Linked DNA regions of Sus scrofa: region 2 is linked to region 1. A link is a contact called in public Hi-C data. All regions are on one chromosome and are shown on one strand. Each heading gives the region's core, a stretch centred on a gene start, on an enhancer-like site or on the middle of the called end of the contact. The rest is flanking DNA. Distances are from core to core; before and after follow the strand shown.

What was found. Hi-C and Micro-C count contacts between places; a contact is called where the count stands out from the background.
Region 2: a contact with region 1 is called in a Hi-C map of skeletal muscle, with 4 times the contacts expected there. The contact joins the promoter of FBXO4 here to the enhancer-like site in region 1. A contact is called at or near these places in 4 of 47 Hi-C or Micro-C datasets (embryonic fibroblasts, fetal heart ventricle, liver and 1 more) and 1 of 2 datasets of contacts at active chromatin or transcription factors (skeletal muscle).

Annotation. Positions count from the first base shown.
Region 1 is chr16:26,636,469-26,641,407 of Sscrofa11.1, forward strand. OXCT1 (3-oxoacid CoA-transferase 1) reads right to left here. Exons shown (of 17, transcript NM_213938.1): 4 at 1,019-1,154. Among named protein-coding and RNA genes, the nearest start is that of OXCT1, 21 kb to the right of the region's middle. Within about 2 kb of position 2,878, at least 10 of the 83 cell types and tissues checked have an H3K27ac peak or open chromatin away from gene starts, as enhancers often do. A contact at or near this core is called in skeletal muscle, where this site is marked.
Region 2 is chr16:26,705,393-26,710,331 of Sscrofa11.1, forward strand. It overlaps FBXO4 (F-box only protein 4), which reads left to right and starts at 2,085. Exons shown (of 8, transcript XR_002339734.1): 1 at 2,085-2,300; 2 at 4,132-4,367.

The DNA.
Region 1 (4,939 bases), core at 1,628-4,127:
GTAACCCTGAGAATGGTTTAAGCCCTAGCCTCTATCAGGGGGTTAAGGATCCGGTGTTGCCACAAGCTGCAGTGTAGGTCACAAATGCAGCTCAGATCTGGCGTTGCTGTGGCTGTGGTATAGACCTATAGCTACAGCTCTGACTCAGCTCATAGCCTACATTTCCCATATGCTGCAGGTGTGGCCCTAAAAATAAAATAGGTTAGTAATAGAGTTCCCACTGTAGCACAGCAAGGTTAAGGATCCTGAGTGTCTCTGCAGGGTACGTGTTGGAGTCCCAGCCCAGATCTCCAGCCCAGACAGTGAGTTAAGGATCTGGTGTTGCCAAAGCTTTTCTGGCCCAGATTCATTCCCTGCCCAGGAAATTCCACATGCTGTTGTTGTGGCCGAAAATAGTAATAAAATAAAATAAGTTAGGAGTGCCTGTCATGGCTCAGCGATTAATAAACCCGACTAGTATCCATGAGGATGTGGGTTCAAACCCTGGCCTTGCTCAGTGGGTTAAGGATCCAGTATTGCCATGAGCTGTGGTGTAGGTGGCAGACGCAGCTTGGATCCCGAATTGCTGTGGCTGTGGCATAGGCCAGCAGCTACAGCTCTGATTCGACCCCTAACCTGGGAACCTCCATATGCCTAGGGTGCTGCCCTAAAAAGACAAAAATAAATAAAATAAGTTAGTATTATAAAAGAGGAGTTCTCGTTGTGGCACAGTGGCTAACGCATCCAACTAGAAGCCATGAGGTTGCAGGTTCGATCCCTGGCCTTGCTCAGTGGGTTAAGGATCCGGCGTTGCCGTGAGCTGTGGTGTAGGTGGCAGACAAAGCTCGGATCCAGCATTGCTATGGCTGTGGCATAAGCCGGCGCTGCAGCTCCGATTAGACCCCTAGCCTGGGAACCTCCATATGCCGTGGCAAGCGGCCCTAGAAAAAGCAAAAAGACAAAAAAATAAATAAATAAATAATAAAATAAGTTAGTATTATAAAAGAAAAACGGATTTTTTTTTTTTTTTTTTTTTTACCTGAGGTGTCAGCTCTACTTCTAATTCACCAGCTAAGTACTGTCGTTCAAATTCTGCATTTTCTCCCACGTATGAAGAGATCATGCGTTTTATCTGCTTGGATTGAAGTAAAAGGCCCAAACCAAAGTTGTCAACCCTAGAAGGAAAATGCAAGCAGCTTACAATCAAAGGAACATCTGATGGAACATTCATATCACTTATATTCAAAAACTTGAAAATGTATATGGCAAACCACTGACATTTCTCCTAACAACCTCCTTTCCTTCCACCTTCACTTCACTCTCCACCCTCCTCCTCACATGCACAAGTGGCCATTCCCACTCGACTAACTCTTTTCTAATTCTCAGGATTTATCATTCTCAAGTCTCTAGCATCCCCCTCAGTCAGTCCTGACAACACGGAGTTCCTTAAGGTAGTCTAGGTAACAGGTAACTGTCAACCTTCTGATAAACTTGTTCTAGTCCTACCTTTCCAATGCTGGATCTACTAACATTTCCAACACCACGGGTGTAAAAGAAATAGCTGCATGATTTATTCTTACTTGGTTCGAAAGAAAACTAAAACCTAAATACTAAGTGTCTTCCAGGAGTGCTCTTTTGAGATACGGGGAGAATTCCCTGAAGATTAATAATACACTTGTCCACTAGAGGGCTCCAAATCACTAAAGAGTCTTTTGGAAAACTGGTTACACAATGTTTTCTAGATTTGTTTTTTGCCTGTTCTTAATTAATACCTAGCTAGGCTCTCAGTTCTTCAGGTTAACAATTCTACTACCCTAGCTCCACCTGCAGCCTTCCCCAGCTCATCTTATGGCAGCCCCATCCTAACAATGTAAGTGATTTCTGACACACGCATTCCACATTAACTCAAGTGGAAAATTCGGATTAGTTTCAGAATCTATCCAAATCTGAGCAGTTCTCATTCCTGGGACCTCCGCCATCTCTTGCCCAGACACTGCAGTAAGCTTCCCTGTCCGCTATGATCTACTCACAAAACGACAGCCAAAAATACAAGTACAAAATATGTCAGATCAGGGAGTTCCCATTGTGGCACAGCAGAAACAAATCAAATAGTGTCCATGAGGATGCGGGTTCAGATCCCTGGCCTCGCTCAGTGGTTTGGGGATCCGGCATAGCCATGAGCTGTGGTGTAGGTCGCAGACACGGCTTGGATCCCACACTGCTATGGTGGTGCTGTAGGCCGGCAACTATAGATCCGATTCAACCCCCAGCCTGGGAACTTCCTTATGCTGCAGGTGGGGCCCTTAAAAGCTAAAAAAAAAAAAAAAAAGGTCAGATCCCATAACTGCTCTGCTCAAAATTCTGTTGGGATCCATTTATTTAGAGTAAATTTTACTCTGAATAAAAGCAAAGGTCTTGGAGTTCCTGTCGTGGCTCAGTGGTTAACGAATCCAACTAGGAACTATGAGGTTGTGAGTTTGATCTCTGGCCTTCCTCAGTGGGTTAAGGATCCGGTGTTGCCGTGAGCTGTGGTGTAGGTCGCAGACTCAGCTCGGATCCCCATGTTGCTGTGGCTCTGGTGTAGGCCGGCGGCTACAGCTCCGATTCGACCCCTAGCCTGGGAACCTCCATATGCTGAGGGAATGGCCCAAGAAATGGCAAAAAGACAAATAAATAAATAAATAAATAAATAAATAAATAAATCTGGAACTCCAGGTATAGGTCCATACTACATACCAGAATACATTTGGTCATTCATTGACTTGGGAATTTTTCTAACCACGCTTTCATGGATCTCTGTTTCACCTTTCAATCCATTATACATTTGAACTTAGCTCTGTCTGGAGATGATCTTTCTATATTTGTTGACCTTGGCTCTGGACACTGTGTGTATTTAACCTCTGCTTTATTTATGGACTAGCAATCTGGCATGGCAACCAAGCATTGCATAAGAACTTCAGCCCAGGTTACCACTTGATCATGTACAAATTTATGTTTATGCCTCAAAAAGTGTTGTTAGATAGCTTATAATAAGAGCGTTTTTCTTGCTACGTACTTTCCAGCTCACAAATTCCGTAGACATTAACTCTTATCTACTGTGTATCAGGCACTGACAATATAAAAAGGAAAAAGGCAAGGCCCTCGAACACAATAATAAAGAGAAAAAAGACATTTCTAACAGAAATATATATGTTAAAATATCTTGCAGTTTTTTGATACTAAAGATAATTTGGGTGAGCTTTCTTTTTTCCTTTTTAGGGTCACACCTGCAGCATATGGAAGTTTACAGAGTAGGGGTCAAATTGGAGCTGCAGCTGCCAGTTTACGCCACAGCCACAGCAACACCAGATCCAAGCCATGTCTTCACCTTATGCCACAGCTCATGGTGATTCTGAATCCTTAACCGACTGAGCAAGGCCAGGGATCGAACCCACAAACTCATGGATACTAGTCAGGTTCTTAACCCAGTGAGCAACGACGGGAACCCCCAGGTGAGCTTTCAAAGAGATTATCTTGCTTGCCTTTAATAGCCAATATTTTCCTAGCATGCCTAAAGAGAAAGAGACTTGATCTTTTTCCTGCAGTACAACAAATTTGGGTTTCAAACTAAGTGGTTAAATGAAGTCTAGAGCTAAGAATTCATTAAAGAGGTACAGTAAGGCAAAACAAAAATATACTTCATAGAAAACATCAATTTTCTGCAAATATTTTTTCATTTTCAAATCTGATTATTTCATTTTCTGAAATCTTATCAACTGACAATTCTAGAATAAATTGTCAAATGAAATTTTAATAATGAAGTTGCAACCAACAATAGGTTAATTTCCAAATATGCAAAACACTGATACAACTCAGTATCAAAAAAACAAACAACCCAAACAAAAATGGGCATGAGACCTAACAGACATTTCTCCAAAGAGGACATACAGATGGTTCGTGAAAAGATGTTCAATATTGCTAATTACTAGGTAAATGCAAATCAAAACCACAATAAGGTTATCACTTCACACCTTTCAAATTGGCTATTATCAAAAAGTCTACAAACAATAAGTGCTGTAGAGGGTATGAAGAAAAGGGAACACTCCTACACAAATGGTGGAAAGCAATATGCATGCAGTAGAAACTATACCTCACGTTTTGAATTTTGATCTTTTCTCAGGCTAGCAATATGCAGTGTGATATTCTGTTGATGCTGGGCAGTGGCAGCTGCAGCTCCAAGTCAGCCATGATCATGAAGATGACACACTTACACCTACCCTGTACCCGTACAACCATTCTATTTTTCACTCAGTACAATATTCAATAAAACAGGTTTTGTGCTAGATGATTTTGCCCAACTGTAGGCCAATATCAATCTTCTGAGCATGTTACAGGTAGGCTGAGCTAAGCTATGAGATTCGGTGTATTAAATGCATCTATGACTTAGGATATTTTCAACTTTTGATGGGTTTATTAGGACAGAACCCCACCTTAAGTGGAGGAGGATCTGTATAAGGATCTGGCATTGGCACTCCAATGGCTCAGGTCACTGTTGTGCTCTGGGTTCGATCCTTGGCCTGGGAACTTCCACATGCCACAGACACAGCCAAAAAAAAAAACTAGTACAAGTTTATTTTTTCCTTCTTCACAATTTCACAGATAGAAGGTTCACCATAGAACTTAGGAACCTCCACATATGCTTTTTTTTCCTTTCCTTACGTCAAGAATGTTCATCTTTTCATTTAAAGGGGGCATTTTATGGGTTCTCTTTGGCATATCCTAATTGCCAGCATCACTACTCTTGTGCTTTGGGGCCATTAAGTAAAATAAGGGTTCCTTGAACACAAGACCTGCAAAACCATGACAGTGGATCTGGTAATCATGGATGTGATATCCGAGGTAGCTACTAGGTAATCAGTCAGCAGGATATGCTGATCAAAAGGAAGATTCATGTCTGCAGCAAGACAGAACAGGAGGGCAA
Region 2 (4,939 bases), core at 835-3,334, 68 kb after region 1:
CTCATCAACCAGAATAACTGACAAACTTGTTCTGGCCAGTGAGCAAGCACTCAATGCCCTTTTCTAAGTTCAAGTGGTCCTGGCCATTCTAATGGGAAGCAGTTTTCAGAGAAGAAATCGTTGGCTGGATAGGCATTGCAAGTGTTTGTTATAAGTATGTTCAGAAGAAAACCTACCATTGATTTTCATAAATTTTTCAGTCCCAGCCCAGCCTCCTCCAAATGTATATATACCTGCTGTGTACCCAACTTCTACATTCACCAATCAGTTTGATTGACTTGGCTTCTGGTCTCTTGCCTTTCTGGTCTCACTCAACTCACAAGTCAGATGCATTTAACAAATATTAGTCATCTAAATATTACACATACCCTATTTAAAAATAGATTACGTTGGGAGTTCCTGTGGTGGCTCAATGTTAATGAACCCAACTAGTATCCATGAGGATGTGGGTTTGATCCCTGGCCTTGTGTTCTTTCCTGGTCCTAGAGAAAGGAGAAATGCCAATAAATTCATGGTTCTTTTTCTTGTCAGTACAGCCTTGAAGAAAACCTGAAATTGGATTGGTTGTTGGCGCCTTGCAATGGCATGTAAATAAGCAATGAAACTTTAAAATTCACATGTCACAACCTCAGTTATCAGGCTTTATTGGATTTCTGTTATTTGACATTTATTTATTTAGTCTTTTTAAGGCTTCACCTGTGGCAAATGGAAGTTCCCAGGCTAGGGGTCGAATCGGAGCTGTAACAGCCATAGCAACTGCCAGATCTGCGTGATGTCGGCAACCTACACCACAGCTCATGGCAAGACAGATCCTTAACCCGCTCTAGCAAGGCCAGGGATTGAATCCATGTCCTCATGGTTACCGGTCAGGTTTGTCACTGCTGAGCCAAAAAAGGGAATGCGGTGTTATTTGACATTTACATCCCCATTTATTTACTTTTGAAGTGTAAATACAAGCTCATAACAAGCTTATAAACGTTGTGTCCATTGTTAAGCATTAAGCACTCCTTAGGTGGAATACATATATGGATATAGCAATAGATAGGGAGAGAGAGATTCAGAGAGAGATTGATACATATTATTACTACTATTATTATTATTAGGGCCACACCCACAGCATATGGAAGTTCCCAGGCTAGGTGTCAAATCAGAGCTGCAGCTGCTGGCCAACACCACAGCCACAGCAATGTCAGATCAAAGCCATGTCTTCCACTTACACCTCAGAGCAACATGGGATCTTTACCCCACCCCACTGAGGGAGGCCAGGGATTGAACTCACATCCTCATGGATACTAGTTGGGGTGGTTACCGCTAAGCCACAAAGAGAACTATATTATGTTAAATATATGTATTTAAATATTTGTATACTTACAACTTATGTTTCCTGTAGCCTATCACTATCCTTAAAGGCTTCAATGGTTTTATGAAGTTACTGATCCTATCTTCTCTTTTGAAGACTTTAAAAAAATGGGATTAAATTTTAATGGATGACTTTTGGTTATATGTCAGAATATTTTGACAATTGAGACAATAAGACAACGGTGGGCAGAGGTTGATTGCAAAATATAGAAATTTCCGTATTTGAGTATTTTCACGAAGAGAATGAATGGTTGCATGCCCTGGATATTGTAAGCAATTGCTGGTTGACAGTGAGTTTAAACCAGGTTATGTACAGCTACTAAGCACCAAACAGTGGAAGAAGGCCATCTACTGAGTAAGTAGGAGTCATCCAGGCCTCAGGCAAAGTGGAAATGGGTCCCAAACAGAGGGAACACCTGGGATAAAATAACGAAGTAAAATAAAGGGGCAGAGGGCGAGAGATTTTATAGCAACGGGAGAGGTCAGCGCACCCAAAGCGAAGGGGGCAATGACTGTTGGTGGGAGCCTCAGGCTCAGACGGGAAAGACCCCGAATTGGGCCATTTCTCCGTTACCTTCCATGCTGTGGAGGTTTCTCCACCAGAGTGGGATTGGTGATGGACCGGCCGGGGGGGCGGAGCTTGGGAGGGACTAGAGGGAGGGAGGCGGGGAAGGCGGGGGAGGTGGAGGGGAGAAGGGGGCGGGGCGAGGGAGCCGGAAGGCTGACGTGCGTTGCTTACCGCGCCGACGGCAATGGCGGGAAGCGAGGCTGGCAGCCGAGGCAGTTCTCCTCAGCCGCATCACAGCGACTGGGGTCGCCTGGAGGCTGCCATCCTCAGCGGCTGGAGGAGCTTCTGGCAGTCGGTGGGGAAGGAGAGGGCGGCTCCAAGGGCCTCTCCGGAGGAGGCGGACGAGGAGGGCAATCCGTTGTCGCGGCTGCCGGTGAGCGTCGGTCGCCGGCCGCGGAGGACCCAGGGCCGGGCCGGGAGGGGCGCTCGCTTGGGCGGCTTCGGGGGTCCTCTGTGGGCCTGGTCTGTGTCTCCTCTGTGGGCCTGGCCTGTGTCTCGCCACCTCCCTACAACCATTCCGGGCAGTCTCATCAAGGGAGCAGCAGATGAGCAAGAAAGGCCGTGGTGTTGACCGCTGGTGCCAAGCACCTGGCCTAAGGTCGCCGCGAAACTCACCTTCAGGGGCGCCCTGGTAACCAGCCACGTCACCCTCAGGGTTTCTACCCCCGGCACAGGTCCAGGGACAGGGACACCCCAAACTTCATCAGGTTAGGGAAATGTGGAATCCGTTCCAGACGTTCCGGTTAGCGTGGGAAAGCATCCAGCATCTGTATTCTTAGCATCTTCCCAGGCTCCTTGTACAAAAACACCTGGGGGTCCCGCAAAGCACTCTCCGAGGGTTTTGCAGCTTTTATCTTACAGTATATTTCAAGTAACAAACCTGCCGGTCAGCTGAAAACAAATGACTAATAAGTTACAAGCGCCTCAAGTTACAGCAGGCCAAAAGAATAACACGCATCGTTTATTGTCAAACTTTTCAGGTAGATGGGAAAACTGAGAGGAGGAATTCTTAGAAATTATTAAAATTCTGTATCTCAGCTAGGCTATTGACACCACCCCGTCTAATGTGCATCAGGAATTGAAAACTGCAGGCTTAAATTGCCTCCAGATTCTCTTCCTTGCCAAAGTTCTTTGAAATAAGGGAATTTTATGGAAGAACTCTGCTGACATATTTACTCTTTGATCAATGGTAAAATGGGAAGTTTATCCACTTGATAAAGATTTTGTTTTGAAGAATAAATTATTTCATTAATTTATTCAGGTAAATGATGTGGCAAAAAATATCCATGGGGAGAAATTAAATGAATTGGTTATTTTCCTTGAAAAATACCAGAACGTCAGATGTTTTTTAGGAATGTTTCAGTGTCTCAAAAATTAAGTGTTCATTTATGATTCTGTCTGGGTGGCAGGAAATTAACTTAAGGATGATAGATTTAACCTTTTTGGGGGGGAGGGTTTAGGCCACACCCTTGGCATATGGAGATTCCCAGGCTAAGGGTCTAAGTAGCTGCTGGCCTACACCACAGCAATGCCAGATCTGAGCCGTGTCTGCGACCTACACTACAGCTCACAGCAACAAGTGATCCTTAACCCACTGAGTGAGGTCAGGGATGGAACCTGGGTCCTCCTGGATAATAGGTTCATTTCCGCTGAGCCACGATGGGAACTCCAGATTTAACTTTTTTTTTTTTGTCTTTTGTCTTTTTGTCTGTTGTTGTTGCTATTTCTTGGGCCGCTCCCGCGGCATATGGAGGTTCCCAGGCTAGGGGTCGAATCGGAGCTGTAGCCACCAGCCTACGCCACAGCCACAGCAATGCGGGATCCGAGCCGCGTCTGCAACCTACACCACAGCTCACAGCAACGCCGGATCGTTAACCCGCTGAGCAAGGGCAGGGACCGAACCCGCAACCTCATGGTTCCTAGTCGGATTCGTTAACCACTGCGCCACGACGGGAACTCCCAGATTTAACTTTTAAAAACATGGACTATTAAGTCGATCTTTGGTTATCTAGTATAAAATAGTCTTTGTTAATTTTGTAGCTTATTATGATGGATTTAATTATTAAAATGAAACACTGTTCAGTTCACCTTTGGTCTCCTAGTATAATGTAATTATTTGTTATTTTATAATTTATTATCAAAAAGCTGTTTGCTAAGATAAATTATTCATCCCTTTTACCTACTTGTTCTTACCTCTATTACAGATTGATGTACAGCTATATATTTTGTCATTTCTTTCACCTCATGATTTATGTCAGCTGGGAAGTACAAGTCACTATTGGAATGAAACTGTACGAGATCCAATTCTGTGGAGATATTTTCTGTTGAGGGATCTTCCTTCTTGGTCTTCTGTTGACTGGAAGTCTCTTCCAGATCTAGAAATCTTAAAAAAGCCTATATTTGAGGTCACTGCTGGTTCATTTTTTGACTACATGGCAGTGTAAGTATCTAATTTTATGAATTAAAAAGAAGATATTAAATTTGACTATATTAAAGTCAATAGTCTAAGTTAATTTCTTTCATGAATTTTGAGTCTAAGTGTCCTTTTGTAAAAATTGGGGTTAAGTAACTTCCTTCATAGAAACCTTCATAGCTTTCACATTTTGTTGTTTTTCCTCTAGTACCTGACTAGAGTATTTGAATAATTATAGATAGTTCATATGGCAAGAAGTAAAACTTCTTAAAAATTTTACTACCTTTAGTAGAACACTTATCGTTTTGTTAATGGTAAATACTTTTCCATATCCAGAAAAAGGATGGCCAGAGTTCAGAAAGCGGTTCTTTTGCAGGCAAGAAAACCATTCTTAAGGTTCTGAGAAATAAGATTTTGTTATCACCTGAACACATTAACCCTTTTGAATATCATGTAGGTGAGAGAATTAATGTTATTGACCAACTATAGTGTATTGCATTCTGTGATGGATTCTCTGCATATGTTTAGCTATTCAGTCCTCAGCCAATAAGAAGTTTCTTCCATGAGTTTTGGATGTGGAATCGAGGTTCATTGTGGTT